Linked DNA regions of Mus musculus: regions 1, 3, 4 and 5 are each linked to region 2. The links are chromatin contacts, called in public promoter capture Hi-C maps. All regions are on one chromosome and are shown on one strand. Each heading gives the region's core, a stretch centred on a gene start, on an enhancer-like site or on the middle of the called end of the contact. The rest is flanking DNA. Distances are from core to core; before and after follow the strand shown. Region 1 holds the start of Rfx5 (regulatory factor X, 5 (influences HLA class II expression)). Region 2 holds the start of Prkab2 (protein kinase, AMP-activated, beta 2 non-catalytic subunit). Region 3 holds the start of Lysmd1 (LysM, putative peptidoglycan-binding, domain containing 1). Region 4 holds the start of Cgn (cingulin). Region 5 holds the start of Pi4kb (phosphatidylinositol 4-kinase beta).

Region 1 (2,831 bases), core at 135-2,634, 2.7 Mb after region 2:
ACGTGGACAGCACCGCCTCTCCCCCATGAACCTTTATTCTCTCACATCAACATCACCCTTACCCTTCAGCGATGGCACCTGTATTGTCCCTTCCCAGCATGCTTACCAGAATTCCCTCTACTTTGTTCTGCACGGCCTTGCTGTGGAGAAGAAGAGAAAGCTGGAGGTCACAAGGTTTCCCCATCCCTTTGTCTGACTGCTAGAGACAGAAAAAGGACCAAACAGCTACGGACCACAGACCTCAGCCTGCCTGCTCTGAAACACTTGCCTGAGGAAGGAGTGCAGGGCAACAAGGATCTACAGCTGGGTCTGGAACAGGGTTTGGAGACAGAGACAATTACTTACGAAATGGTACCTCGGAGCCTTTGGAGGAGGGTGGTAGGTTCTCCAGCGTCAGCACCACCTTGGGGCCTTGCCCCAGTCTTGGGGCTCTTAGCATCAGGTTTATCTTCTGCCATCCCAGCATGAGGGCTACAGCTGAGAGAGGAGATCGCTGAGGATTTAACTACTACCAAGCTTCCTTTCTCCTAGAGACCCCAAGGCAGTCCTCCTGTCTCTACCCAGAAATACAAACAGAAGCAAAGCTTCCTCCAGTGGTTTTCCACACCACTTGCCTTCTCTAAAATTAGAATTATTCTGTTACTTTATCAGGCCCTTGTATACCCAAAGAGATCTCTGACATCTCCATTCTATATGTCCCACCTTTTGAAGTCTCCCAAATCTGGAAAACTGTTATGGGAAGGGATAGGGGTGGAGAAGTCCACGTTAAAAGAAATCTTACAATTTCTCCCAGTGCTGCAACACCTCCAGCCCCCCCCCCCCCAAGCCCCTCCAGCCGCCCCCCCTCAACACCTATAACGACAAGTCAAAGTTCTCCGATCCTCTAATAGACTCCTCGCCATTGATTTTGCCTGGAAGGTCGGAAGGGATACAAACATACTCGGCCTTTCCAGGTTTGAAAAAAACTGGGCCCAAGTTCTCATTACTGAGTCTCGCCACGGCTTCCCCCGCTGCCCCCCTCGCCGCGGCGCGGACCCTACGTCATCCCACGACATCCCACTCCGAAGCGTCCCCACTCCCCTCGGGCCCCTCCACCCCAACCCCAGGTGCTGGGCTAGGTCTCCGAACTCAGGGGGCTGGGCGCAGGAAACCCTGCGGGGAACAGGGTCCCAGATTCGGGCACGTGCGCAGGGGCAAGGAGCTGGTCCTGCTAGCTCCGGAGTGCTGTTGCCCCTCCTACCTCGGAACCGTCGCCTTCCAGCACGGACATTAGATAGGTGAGAGAGAAAGAGAAACTACCCTGTGGCTACCTCAGCTCCTGCCCAGCCCCACGGTGCCCAGCCGGCGGGCTCGTGCGTTGCTTTTATTTTTCCTTTTTCTGAATGGTTATGCCAGCCGCGATCTGCCTGGATACACGCACGGCCTGCTCTGTGATTGGCCGTTGCTGCCTCCAAGACGAAGGCAGTGAAAGTCTGCCTGGTAACAGAATATGATTGGTCGAGAGGGGAGGGAAAATCCAAAGTTAGTCTTATTTGAGTCAAGAGGGGGAAGTCCAGGTTGGTTTCGGTTAAAACTGGGGTCGGTTAGGTCTGCGGGCCCGGAAAGGGTTCTGTTCTTAAAGGGACCGCAGGATGAAAGCCCGGGCGCTTGGCTGCTTCTGGAGCATCTGGTCTTTTGCTTTCTGATCCTGTGCGTTGTAAAATCAGCGAGAAGAGGATAAGGGATCGACCGCGGGCTTTACTTGGGAAGATTTACGTAGATGCCGTCTAGGATCCAAGAACCACAGACAGGAGTTACAGGGTAGGAAAGTGATTGGCTAGTTGTAGCTGGGGAATAAGATGAGTTAAAAATGTAAGAAGGTTTGATTAAAAAAAAGCCAAACAACTCTATTACTGGGGCGTCGATAAGGACGTGGAAAGCACGAATCTATAAAAGCAAGTTACTTTGGTTGTGAGAACCAAATTTCTTAGGTTTCAGGAACTCTGTTTAAACAAAATTGGGGAGCTTTACAAAATGGAATGGCCACAGATAGCTACCATGTTTGATTGTTGCCTTTGGTTGTCAGAGCTGTCCGAAATAATCAGTAGGTGATATTTTTAAATTTTTGCTAGAAAATGATGTCTACTGATGGAAATTCGTTATAAAGTCCTGTAACTTTAATAAAATAAAATAACACAAGTTGAACCATTCGTCCTTCCCTCTTTGCTTACCCATCCCTGTGGCCAACAGCCTCTAGGATTGCAGGCTTCCCCTCATTCCACAAAGAATCTGCAAATCCTTAGCAGCTGTACCACATTAAGAGAAAATGTTTTTTTCTCTGTTGTTAGCCGTGGTATCGCCATTTTATAAAGTGCCTCCGTTCTAGTTAAGCCAAAGCTAATGCCAACTCATTTTCCAGATTTCTCCTCACCCTACCCCTCCTACCTGGGTAAACCACAGGAGATGTTTATTGGTTGCCTGACCCTGTCTGTCTCGCTACCCATAGCAACTGCTGACACAAAAGGAAATGGTATGGTCCTTCCACTTTAGACACTTGGCCCCACCCCCTCTGCAGGTATGCTCTAGAATAAAGCCTGTCTGTTGAGCCTCTAGTCCTCCTCTGTATTTTCTCCTTGCCCACCTTTGCCTATTCATGTTTCCGTTTCCTGGGTGTACTTCATCTCCTTCCTAGGGGGCACACTCCTGGAGTTCCCTGCTTGGTGGTGAACACTGGAATTTTGGTCAAGTAGAGGAAAAAAGAATTTAGTACTGTGATAACTTTTCCCTTCAGGTGCTTAACCCTCTTTGTTAAGATTTGTTGAAATCGTGATGAAAAATGCACGGGCAAGCTT
Region 2 (2,700 bases), core at 86-2,585:
CACACTGCTGTCAGCTCCATCTGGCTCTTCTTTTGAGTGACCAAAAGTGGCCTCTGGCTCCAAGTCTATGGAATTGAGAGCTAAGGCTTCAGGTCAGTAGAGGGTGGTTTTGAGCCCCGGGCAACGTTTTGAAGTACTTCTGAGGAGTGAAGTAAAGTGACTTGCTCTCCTGTGCAAAGCTCACAGCTACATTTTAAAACGGCACGTTTCAAAAAAAGATCTGAGCCATTAACCAAATGATGTCCTATATGGATCCCCAAGACTAGGGGAAAGTATTCAAGTAATCAACTGATGGCAGCTCAGAGCCATACAAAGGTGGACGAGGATCGAAGAGGTGATGCAGAACACGTAAGAGAGAGCAAGAAGGAGACCTACACAGAGACATTTTCAGGGAGAAGTCATCTAGCTATCTTGAGGCCAATGTGAGAAACTGAGCCCTTTTCAATAGCTCAGACAACGCACCCTCCGAAGTTTCCACCCGCGCTCACAACCTATACATCCTGCAAGCTCTGGAAGAGGGCAACCTGCACGTAGATCCAAGGATGGGGCTGGCAGGGGATGGGTTTTTGGTACTCGTCCTAAAAGGTTGGCCCACAGATTACTCTGAGCAGCAGGAAAACAACTCCGCGCCCCTATCCTAATTTGAGGTAGTATCTAGGAGGAATTAGCACCCAGCATCTCTATCCGCGGAATAGCCTTCTAGTTAAAAAGCCCATAACCCTTGAGAATGAGGAGGAAGAACCAAGAAGGGCGGAGCTGCCGGCAGCCCCGCTACCTCACCTTGGAGTCGGGCAGGCTGAAGACGCTGGGGTCGTCCGTGCTCCCCACCATGATCTTGTGCTCCTTTCCCGGGCCATGGCCGCCGCCCTCAGCTCGAGCAGCTTTGGCTCCGTGGCGCTCCCCGGACACCCGCTCGCTGGTAGTGTTTCCCATGGCTGCAGCTCGAGTCGGGGGCAACCTGCCGCGGGGAATGACACCAGGCGGGGAACACCCCCGCGGCTGCGTCAGGGGCGCCCCGGCCCCGCCCCTGCGCCCGGGAAGGGAATCCCCGCCGCAGGGGACCGCGCCCGGGGTCCCCTCCCTTACCCGCTTCACGGACGCCTCGGCTCGGAGAACCGGCTCCGGGAGCCCTCGCTGCCCCACAGCCCCGGTCCCGCACACCCCCCACGCCGCTCACCTCGGGCGATGCGCTCCGGGCTCGCGTGGCTACACGCACGCCGGCTGTTCGGCGTACAAGGAGACCAATAAAGTTATTGAAATTGAAGCCGCGCCCCAAACCAGCGAACCGGGTTTCCTCCTAAAATGGCTACAAGGCCCGCGACGAGGTACCGCCTCTGCCTCTGGCCCCGCCCACCGAGCCTCTTGTTCCGCCCCCTGCGCTCCAGCCCCGCCCCCTCCTCAGCCTGGGTCGCCTGCCTCTCTAGCCACCAGCACCGCCTCTGTGGTGGGTGCGTGCGCAGCTCCGGCTTGGGGCGGGGCCGAGGGTGGGGTCCGGGTCGGGATTAGGGCTGTGAACTGTCCGCCCAGGGCTTGATAGTGGGGCGTCTTGTCTTCCTAAGCAGTTTGTCTATCCATGGGGCACGCGGTTATTAGAAAAGCCGAATCCGAGGCCTCCCCGTGCCCTAGGTACAGAATTAGAATCTGCACTTTTAACAGGATCACCTCAAACGACTGGACAGCGGTGCATAGTGGATCCACATTTTCATATTCCGCGTACGCCTCTACCAAGCAACCTTTTTAGTTGTCCCAGGAGGCATGAAATAAAAAGTAGGACAGAGAATTGACTAGACACGTGATGGCAGTTACTGCAGAAGACTTACTTCTATGTGATGCCCAAACTCATCAAAGCGGTGTTTTCTGTTACTGTGATTAGCTGTGTGGATTAATGCAAACAGCTAATGAGTGAGAGCACAGGTAGGCTGGGAATATACTATTGGACTAGCGTTTTGAAACCAGTCGGCTGGAAGTGAAGATAAAATAGGCTGATGGAGGGCCCAGTGGGGTCAAAGAACTCTGGACACAGGAGAGACTGAGTGAGCTGAGACAGTGAGAGGTGTCCTGTGAGAGTAGCGTGTCTGCCACTGAGGTTTCAGTGGTCTTGCAGTCATTAGCACTGGCAGAATCTTAGACAAGTGTGTAGATCGGTGAGATGAGGCCGACCATAAAGCCATTAGAAGTCATAAACCCTGATGAGATGGTTCAGTGGTTAAGAGCCCTTACTGTTCTTTTAGAGGACCCGGGTTTGGTCCCAGCACCTACAAGGTGGCTCATAATCATCTGTTCCAGGCGCTACAACACCTTCAGGTGCACATACAAACATGTAGGCAAAACACTCAAACATAGATTAACATTTTAAACAATGAAAGTAATTACTCAAAAGGAACAGTGAGGTAGCAAAGAGAGTTGGAGGTCTACCTTAACATTGATTTCCTTCCTCTTTACTGAAGCACTGACTCTAACCTTAGGATGTTGTCTGTCTCCACAGAGATGCATTTCTTAGCCTCCCTAATAGATAGATAGGGGGAAATGGTAAGTAGAATTTCTCCGTTTCTCTTTCTTTGTGTATAGGGTGTCCATAGAATGGCCAGAGCTCCAGCAGCCACTTCAGATCACGAGGTAGTTAAAAGCAGTGGAATAAAAAAAGGGAACTGAGCCGGGCATGGTGGCACATCTTTAATCCCAGGACTTGAGAGGCAGAGG
Region 3 (2,700 bases), core at 15-2,514, 2.5 Mb after region 2:
CCCACCCCCGCATGGCTAATAGTACCGGCTTTAGAGTCAGACAGAAACCTTACTCTGACACTTAAGTGATTCGACCTTGATCAAACTGGTTTATCAGTCTTAAGTTGATAGGGACACAAGTCCAGTTAATGGCTGTAAGCCCCGCCCCCACTCACCCACCTCCCTCACCATCTACAGGAGTTGCTCCTCCCACTGGGATAGTTGGGCAGATCTGTCCCAACAGTGCTCTGCTGAGATGTGAAAGCAAAATAAGGAAGAAAAAAAACAGACCATAATAGAATTTAAATAATGTGAGAGGGGGCATCTTAGCGGGCCACCCACTTTCTCGGGACTATCTCAATTCTGGAAGACTCACCGTTACCCCGTATTTGAGTGCTAATCCAGCCAGGGTGTCTCCAGGCTCCAATTGATGCTCCAGGCGTCTTTCCCTCACTGGGGAGCAGGATGATTGTACCAGGCTTCCATAAGAACGAGCACGGCTCCCATGCAGCAGCCCTGACCCCCCGAGGGGAGGCTGTCTAGAGGGAGAAGCCATCTCCTCACTGTCAAGACCTAGGGTCACAACTGAGGGAAGCCCAGCTAAGTAACAGTGACGGCCGAACCCAAGGAATGGATATTCAGATAATTCGTTTTCTCTTCTCTCGTCTCTCTACAGTCTCCCGACTCTCGAGAGACTACATTCGTCGTCCTCCTCTTGCTGCTTCTTGCCGTGCCTGGAGTTACTGTCCGTCTCTTAAGAAGTCTGCCAGGCCGGTTACATTTCTCTTTCCACGAGCTCCTTACCCATAAGTATCTTCCCTGAGCTGTCAGTCGCTGACCCGGTTGACTTTCGACGCCCCCTCCCCAACTCCTCGCAAGCCTGATCTCTGACCTTTGAACCCTAGACACCCTCATCAACACTCTTCCCTCAGTGTATCCCCACATCCAACAGTCGGGATGCCGGGTGCTCCCACATCCTCTCTGTTCCAAATAAGGCCCACCCCAGGTAGGTTGTGGCTGAGGAGTACGAGCCTGAGGACAGCAAGAGTTTGTAGTATATAGTCCACTGAGATCCCTGACGCCTCGCTCCACATCAGGAAGGTCCCACCCTGAAATTCCGGCTCCACATACAGGATCTTGAGTCTCCGAACACCTGGATCCTTCGAGATGTGAGGTCCTGTGTCCAGGTGAGCAGTGTGCTCTTCAAAAAAATAAAAAAATAAAATAAATAACCAAAAGACTTCATTTCCCAAAAGGCACAGCGTCTCAAAGTATTGTAGGAAATGCAGGCCCCCTCAGGGCGCTGGAGGCGGGTCTTCCGGTTCGCGCGACGCAAGCGTGGAACATCATCCCCGGAAGTACAGATTCAACAAGAAAGAAACCGGAAGCAGAGAAGGCGATAGTGTACTCTTTCTACGGTGGCCTAAAGGAGCAGCGAAGTAGGCGTAGGGGAATTTATCGTAGTCTCACAGTCGCTATGTCTTTTAAGAGGGAAGGGGACGACTGGAGTCAACTCAATGTGCTCAAAGTAAGCCTTAGTGAGAGTCTGATCACCTTCAGCCGCCCTGTTGTTTTGTTTTGTTGCTCTGGCGACATCTAGGGGAGGGCTTAGGGGACCAGAACTGAGTGGTGACCCCTACTACCCTATGATCTGCATAGCCCCGTGTGCCATTTGACTCCTTATCCATACTATTTCATTTCCATCCGTCCCTCTTACTCATTTCTCCTATCCTGCTCCCTGCAGAAACGGAGAGTTGGGGACCTGCTGGCTAGTTACATCCCTGAGGACGAGGCACTGATGCTGCGGGATGGACGGTGAGAGCGAAGAGTGGATCAAGCCTGGGGATTCGGGGATCAAAGGCTCAACAAACTTTTGTCACTAAGGAGTTCAGGAGTATAATAGGACTCTTTGGCTGGAAGTGAAGTGTAAGGGGTGGAGATCGGGAAACCTGGGAGTTGGTGGTGGAGTACTCTGACAGAAGTAGGACCTACTCACCATAGCAAGAACACCCCGACTGCAGGCTCTCGAACACACAACATACACACCACACACCACACACATCATTCACTTCTCGTTTCCCTAGCTTTGCTTGTGCCATCTGCCCCCATCGACCAGTACTAGACACGCTGGCCATGTTGACAGCCCACCGTGCAGGCAAGAAGCATTTGTCCAGTAAGTATCAGAGAAGTGGGGAGGGCGGGAGATGGAGAGCAAGCCACCAGGCATTGTGCTTTTCATTCCTCCTTGCTTTTGTTCTCAGGTCTGAAGCTTTTCTATGGCAAAAAGCAAACAGGCAAGGGAACAGAGCAAAATCCAAGACAGCAGAACGAATTGAAGACAGAAAGCAAAACTGAGGTGAGAGGGCATCAGGTGTGGTTTAGACAGGGCTATACTTCACACAACAGGCTTGAGGGAACGTTTGCTCCTAACAGCTCTAACTCTGTCTCTTCATCACCAGGCTCCTTTGCTAACCCAGACTCGAATCATCACCCAGAATGCTCTACACAGAGCTCCCCACTATAACAGTTGCTGCCGGAGGAAGCACAGGTCCGTGGAATGGGAAAGCCAGGAGTGGAAAAGGGTAGAAGGAAATAGATGACTTTAAAGTTATTGCTCTCCAGATTGTATTCTGAGAAATAATAATCTTGTGGAAATATTTTTTTTAAATGATGGTAGGGGCTGGACAGATGGCTCAGCAGTTAAGAGCACTGACTGCTCTT
Region 4 (2,743 bases), core at 69-2,568, 2.9 Mb after region 2:
CTCTCTCTCTCTCTCTCTCTCTCTCTCTCTCTCTCTCTCTCTCTCTCTCTCGCTCTCTCTCCCCCTCTCTCTCCCTCTCTCTCCCTCCCTCCTTGTTCCTCCTTAAGGGCTGTATCCCTCATAGAAGGCTTCTCATGGAATGCGGAGACCTAGCAACCCAGCTACAGAACAGGTAGGTGGACTTTCCCCTCCAGGGTCCACGCCCAGCATCTGAAGGCTGGGGGAGGGGAAGGGAATGATCTCCAGCTAACGCCACAGAAATGCTGGCTGTAGGGAAGATTCCTCTTCAAATCTAAATATATTACAATAAATATTTACTGAACAAATAAAGGAGAGAACTATTCAGAGGCCAGCAAGGTAAGCTAAGCCAATCTTCTTTTAACATACCTCAGCGATTGACACTAGGAGCCAGCTTTAATGTTACCTGCCTCAGTCTGCACGCAAAGCACCCCAGAGTCTTTTCGGTGTAGTGGGACCAAAAGCCCTACTTGACAGGCTTTCAGAAAAGATGGATTTACAATCTGTAGTTGAGCTCCTTTCTGCTTATAAAGCTTATTCTGATGCGTGTAAATTTACAGCACTCGGTTCCCAAGTCATTCATTCTACACATTTTATTAAGAGCCAACTATGTGCTGACCTCTGTTATAGGCGTTTGAGATGAAGCGTACAAAACAAAAGAAAATGAAGATCTCGGCTCTGGCCGAGATTTTCATAGGGAGATAAAATGAAAATGATTTTTAGGGTGATGTAAATTGGGTGATTACATCTTCCAAAGAAAAAGGGTGCAAAATGATTATGGAGGCCAGGAGCCCGAGGATGAGAATCCACGACTGAGATTTTGGTTCGGATTGCCGATAAGGCAGGCGAGCAGAGATGCAGAACGCGCTGACATCGGGAGACTACGAAGAAATTTTCTGCGGAAAGCGACAGAACTGTATTCTGGCTTATGCGGAGGCAGATGAAGGGCAGAAAGGGCTGTGAACCGAGATTTGCTTTGAGAAGAGCACGAGGAAGGCACTTCCCACAGAACCCAGGGGATGCTCTGGCGCTAAGCTACGCGGGTCCGCAGAGCCCCGACGCCCCCAAAATGGCCTCTTAGGTCCCCCGGTGCCCCGCCCTCGCCCCACCAGTCCACGTGACCCCACCGCCCCTCCCGTCCACCGGGCTGGGGACCCCGGTTCTGGGTTCCCGCGGTGTCTGCTCCGCCCCTTGCGGGAAACTGACCAATAGAAGAAGGGGTGAGGCGGGGCGGGAGGTGACGGCCAATGGGGCGGAGCTCCTGGGGAGTAACAGGTTGGTGGGCGGGGGAAAGGAGGGAGCTCAGAGCTCGGAGGGGCTGGGCTGCAGCAGCGCGTGTAGCTCGGCTGGTCGGAGCGCGATCCCCTGCGGGGTGTGTGAATCCGGGAGCACTGATCTGGACCGGGGTGAGTGAATCTGTCTGGAGCGAGGACACCTGCGATGCGAGTGGGTCCTCAGGAGTATGCTCGAGGGCCGGAGTAGAGGCATCAAATGCCCTCCTCCTGGGCACAGGTGCTGAGTTTAGCAGGAAGGGCGGTCAGAGTGCGGTGGCAGAGCTAAGAGCTAACCCCTACTCCACGGTGTCAGAAGCGAGTGGCTGGGAAGGTGCCAGGTGTGAGGCACCTGAGGGTTAGGTTATTCCCAGGGCATGCATGCATTTCAGCGCTACAATCTCTGGAGGTCAGGCGCCAGCCCTTGGGGCAGAATTTCTCTTGGAGACCAGCATGGGGGCGGGGGAGGGTTCATCCTATTGGAGCAAATGGAAGTGCCGCCAGAGGTTCAGAGACTGAAGTGGTGATATCCGCATGTGCTGGTTTTGGGGGTAACTACCCCCTCCCCGCCCCCGTCAGTCCTTACTGGTCTCTGACACTCTCCTTCTGGCTTTGGAAATGCTGAGGTGTGGGGTCATTCCCTGACCATTTGCCTACAGGTGAAAGCAGTTGCCAGTAAGACACTAAGGTCAGAATACGAGGGCACCCATCTCTTTCCTAGGTGTGAGATTATTTAAGGCTGTTTCTTTCTTTGCTTTCATGCCAGGGAAATTTTTTCCTTCTTCCTCTAGAAAGAACTGTGTGTATTCTACAAGAGAGGGGAATGGGAATGGAGAAGCATAAATCCCTCGACCCACATACTAGCTGAAAATGTTTGCTTTCTCGGGGATGTGAAACGAGGATTGATACTGGGTTTCATATGGCCCATGCTGGCCTTGAATTTGCCATAGCCCATGCTGGACTTGAACTTGCTGTACAGCTGAGGCTGACCTTGAACTGGTGGGCTGCCTTCCGCTCCCAGTGCCTGGATTACAGGTTCATATCACCACACCCACCTAGAAATAGTCTTCTTTCTTGAGGCTGATGTAAAAATTTTTCCTTCCAGCAAATACATATTTCCTTCTTTTTTTCTGTTACAAAGTAGTCTCTTTGTATATTTTTTAAAAAGATTTATTTATTTATTTATTTTATGTATATGAGTATACTGTAGCTGTACAGAAGGTTGTGAGCCACCATGTGGTTGCTGGGATTTGAACTCAGGACCTTTGGAAGAACAGTCTTAACCGCTGAGCCATCTCTCCAGCCCTATATTTCCTTCTTTTTCTCTAGTTCTAGATTGGGGGACACTGGTGAGATCTGGAAGTGCAGCTAATTTCCTTGACCCTTCCCAGAATCCTCTTGATTCCCTGAAATCCTAGTTGGCATCCTTGATTCACGATCTTTGATAGACTAGA
Region 5 (2,700 bases), core at 150-2,649, 2.7 Mb after region 2:
AAAATGTAATCTGATTGATAGACTTCTTTAAAAGTTGCTTCATCCTTCAGAAACACACATCTGTCCAGAAAAGCTTGAGACAACTGTGGCTCCCCATCCTCTCACATCTTCTTAGTTCAAGCTTTAGCTGATCTGAAATCATATGTGGAGATAAAAGGCATGATAGAGAACACTTAAAGACCACAGGGAAAACAGAGCCGAGGGAGACAAACATCAGCCGAATCCTGGAGAGAATGTCAAAAGTTGGAAATCCCTGGAGAGAATGTCAAAAGTTGGAAATCACTATCTGTAGGGGTGTTCACGGCAGAGCTTTCTCCTACGGGAAGCCCTCCAGAGGGCTGGAGATTGAGAAAGGGGAAAGAGAAGCCAAAGACAGCTTCAGGTATCATCAGGCACCCTAGAGAGGGGTTGAGGACTAAGGTCAAAGTGGATGGTATCTGGGTATGATGACAGTAGTCTGAGATCCTTTAAGGAGAAGGGAATAGGCAATTCTTGGAAGTCAGGAGCTGGGGGAGTGGGTCATGGTGAGGTCATGGAATTGGAAGCAGAAGAGAGGGATACAATCTGTAGCTGAGGGAAATGAGAACTCTGTGCTGAGATTGCACAGACTCGGAAGAGTGGGGCAAAATAGGAAAAGGGATAAAGGCGGAGTCCATGGAAGAGGCTTGTGAGCAGAAACACAAACGGCGAGGAAGGCAAACATGGATGATATTGTAGAAGGGGTCAAATGTGGAAAAGGTTCACGACTTAGGAAGATAGTTACGGAACAGAGGCAACAGAGGTACGAAGTGTGTGTCCTGCTGGTGGGGAGGTGGAATCCACGGGGCAGAGGGAGGGGCTAAACTGAAGAGGAAGCCAGAAAGCAGAGAAGACTACCCCGGGCCCGAGAGGAAAGGGTGAAGGACCTCGGGGTGCAGCTGCCACCAGGGGGGCAGTTTTGTAGTCGAACCCAGGTCGCGGTAGGCTGGGCGGGACAGGGTGGCAGAAGGACCCCCCCACACACACACACAGGCAAAGGCGACTCACGGGGGAGGAGCCGCTTACCTCCGGGGAACCCTCGCGGAGGGGGTGCAGGCGGTCGGGGTCGGACTGCCGACACCGCCGCCTCAGCAGCAGCGGCCGCTCCCGGGTTCCATTGGCCGCCTGCGCTTCCCTGACAGCGGCCGCGGCGGCTGCTCCAGGCCCCGGCTGCGGGGCTGCCCGCGGCGCCGCCTGAAGGGGCCTTCACGCAACTTCAAGTTGGACCGGACCCCACTAGCAGGACACAAAATAACAATTCCTTGGCGGGTTCCGATGTAAGAGTCCCCTGGGCCCGAGCCTTTCTTCCGGGAGATTGCTTTCCTGCTTCCCGGTGTCAGGACACTACTGATGCCATCGTAATCTGAGTCGAGTGAGCTGCCCGACTCACGCCTGTTCAGAAAGGAAAAGGGGGCGGGGAAGAGCTTTTGGAAGCTAGGGAGGGGGGGCAGGGAGGAGGGGCTTACGGGGGAAGGCGGGCCCTGTGTTTGAGGGCGGGCCTAAGAGACAGGCTTTACTAAGGAAGCCGAGAGGGAAGTAGCGTGGGTAAGATCAGTGGAGGGACGTGGAGGTACCGATATTTTATGTACTTCCAAAAGTGTATGAACATGCAAATTATATATAAACTATTCATTTGCGTAAACCACTGAGTTACCGTAACTGCCACCAGTGGCTTTTTTCTCCCTCTCCTATCCTACGGGATTTCTTTCGTAAGTCAGCCGGTAGGACCCATGCAGGAGGGCCAGAAAACAGACAAGAAAGAGAAGGGACGAAAAAAGGAGTACAATCACCTTCATTTCCCTCTTCCTACTCATCTTTAAGGATGATGCCATGAGTTTGCCCCTATAGCTTCAGGAATGGCCCAGTCCAACCGCCTCAATCTTTCACTGTTTCGCACCATCACTCTGGGACAAGGTGCTGCTTCCAAGGTCACCCCAGCTGCCAAAGCCTTAACAGAGGCTGGACAAGCCAGCTTAGGAAAAGTGAGTGAAATGACAAAAGTTTGGCTTATTCCTTTTCCGAAGGCTACAAAATCATGTGAGACAGGCCTCATAGACCCCTCCCCCCCCCCCCACAATCACTGTCCCAACGCTTTTCCTGGGACTTTTCTTAGTATCTTAGGCCCCTTGTAAGGGTAGGTTTGTTTGACAGGGTTTCTCTGTGTAGCCCTGGCTGTCCTGGAACTCACTGTGTAGACCAGGCTGGCCTTGAACTTAGAAATCTGTCGACCTCTGCTTCCCAAGTGCTACGCCTAAAGACGTGTGCCACCACTGCAGGCGGGTAGGTTCTTAATATTCTACGGGTTGAGCCTAGCTCTTGGGTGACATCTTCATTGCACTTATAAGCTGATTTGAGATCTTTGTTTCCTTTTTTTTTCTTTCCCTTTCTTCTCTAGCTTCCTTCCTATCCTCTTTCCCTTTTTAGAGACAGTCTATTTTTCCCAGGCTGCTTGTGATATTCCTTGGCTCAAGCCACTGGCCTGTGGAACATGTGGGAATATATCCACATGCCCCCAAGCTGGACTAACCCTCAACTTCTGTATAATAATATTGACAATATTATTATAGCACTACATTAACAACAGTAGTATCTGATGTAATAACATTTTCTAAGGTTTGGGGGAGGGGATCAAGAAAGTATGGGTTATAGTACTACATGTCTGTTATTGAAACAGACAAATGG

Evidence for each region. Promoter capture Hi-C pulls out the DNA fragments that hold promoters and counts their contacts. Capture Hi-C pulls out chosen DNA fragments and counts their contacts.
Region 1: a promoter capture Hi-C map of liver shows a contact between it and region 2, with 4 times the contacts expected there. The contact joins the promoter of Rfx5 here to the promoter of Prkab2 in region 2. A contact is called at or near these places in 3 of 39 promoter capture datasets (hippocampal neurons, liver and pre-B cells) and 1 of 9 other capture datasets (liver).
Region 3: a contact with region 2 is called in a promoter capture Hi-C map of pre-B cells, with 4 times the contacts expected there. The contact joins the promoter of Lysmd1 here to the promoter of Prkab2 in region 2. A contact is called at or near these places in 2 of 39 promoter capture datasets (hippocampal neurons and pre-B cells).
Region 4: a contact with region 2 is called in a promoter capture Hi-C map of hippocampal neurons, with 3 times the contacts expected there. The contact joins the promoter of Cgn here to the promoter of Prkab2 in region 2. A contact is called at or near these places in 3 of 39 promoter capture datasets (hippocampal neurons, liver and pre-B cells).
Region 5: a contact with region 2 is called in a promoter capture Hi-C map of pre-B cells, with 3 times the contacts expected there. The contact joins the promoter of Pi4kb here to the promoter of Prkab2 in region 2. A contact is called at or near these places in 1 of 39 promoter capture datasets (pre-B cells) and 1 of 9 other capture datasets (adipose tissue).

The regions. Positions count from the first base shown.
Region 1 is chr3:94,952,661-94,955,491 of GRCm38.p6, reverse strand. It overlaps Rfx5 (regulatory factor X, 5 (influences HLA class II expression)), which reads right to left and starts at 1,384. Exons shown (of 10, transcript NM_017395.3): 1 at 1,241-1,384; 2 at 346-477; 3 at 107-140. The coding sequence starts at 458.
Region 2 is chr3:97,656,847-97,659,546 of GRCm38.p6, reverse strand. It overlaps Prkab2 (protein kinase, AMP-activated, beta 2 non-catalytic subunit), which reads right to left and starts at 1,335. Exons shown (of 8, transcript NM_182997.2): 1 at 1,178-1,335; 2 at 781-958. The coding sequence starts at 933.
Region 3 is chr3:95,132,652-95,135,351 of GRCm38.p6, reverse strand. Lysmd1 (LysM, putative peptidoglycan-binding, domain containing 1) reads right to left here and starts at 1,264. Exons shown (of 3, transcript NM_153121.2): 1 at 356-1,264. The coding sequence starts at 535. Scnm1 (sodium channel modifier 1) reads left to right here and starts at 1,340. Exons shown (of 7, transcript NM_027013.2): 1 at 1,340-1,507; 2 at 1,724-1,794; 3 at 2,064-2,152; 4 at 2,241-2,335; 5 at 2,439-2,527. The coding sequence starts at 1,457.
Region 4 is chr3:94,785,057-94,787,799 of GRCm38.p6, reverse strand. Cgn (cingulin) reads left to right here and starts at 1,318. Exons shown (of 21, transcript NM_001037711.3): 1 at 1,318-1,424.
Region 5 is chr3:94,973,430-94,976,129 of GRCm38.p6, reverse strand. It overlaps Pi4kb (phosphatidylinositol 4-kinase beta), which reads right to left and starts at 1,399. Exons shown (of 11, transcript NM_175356.3): 1 at 1,045-1,399. B230398E01Rik (a long non-coding RNA gene) reads left to right here. Exons shown (of 4, transcript XR_003954666.1): 2 at 1-781.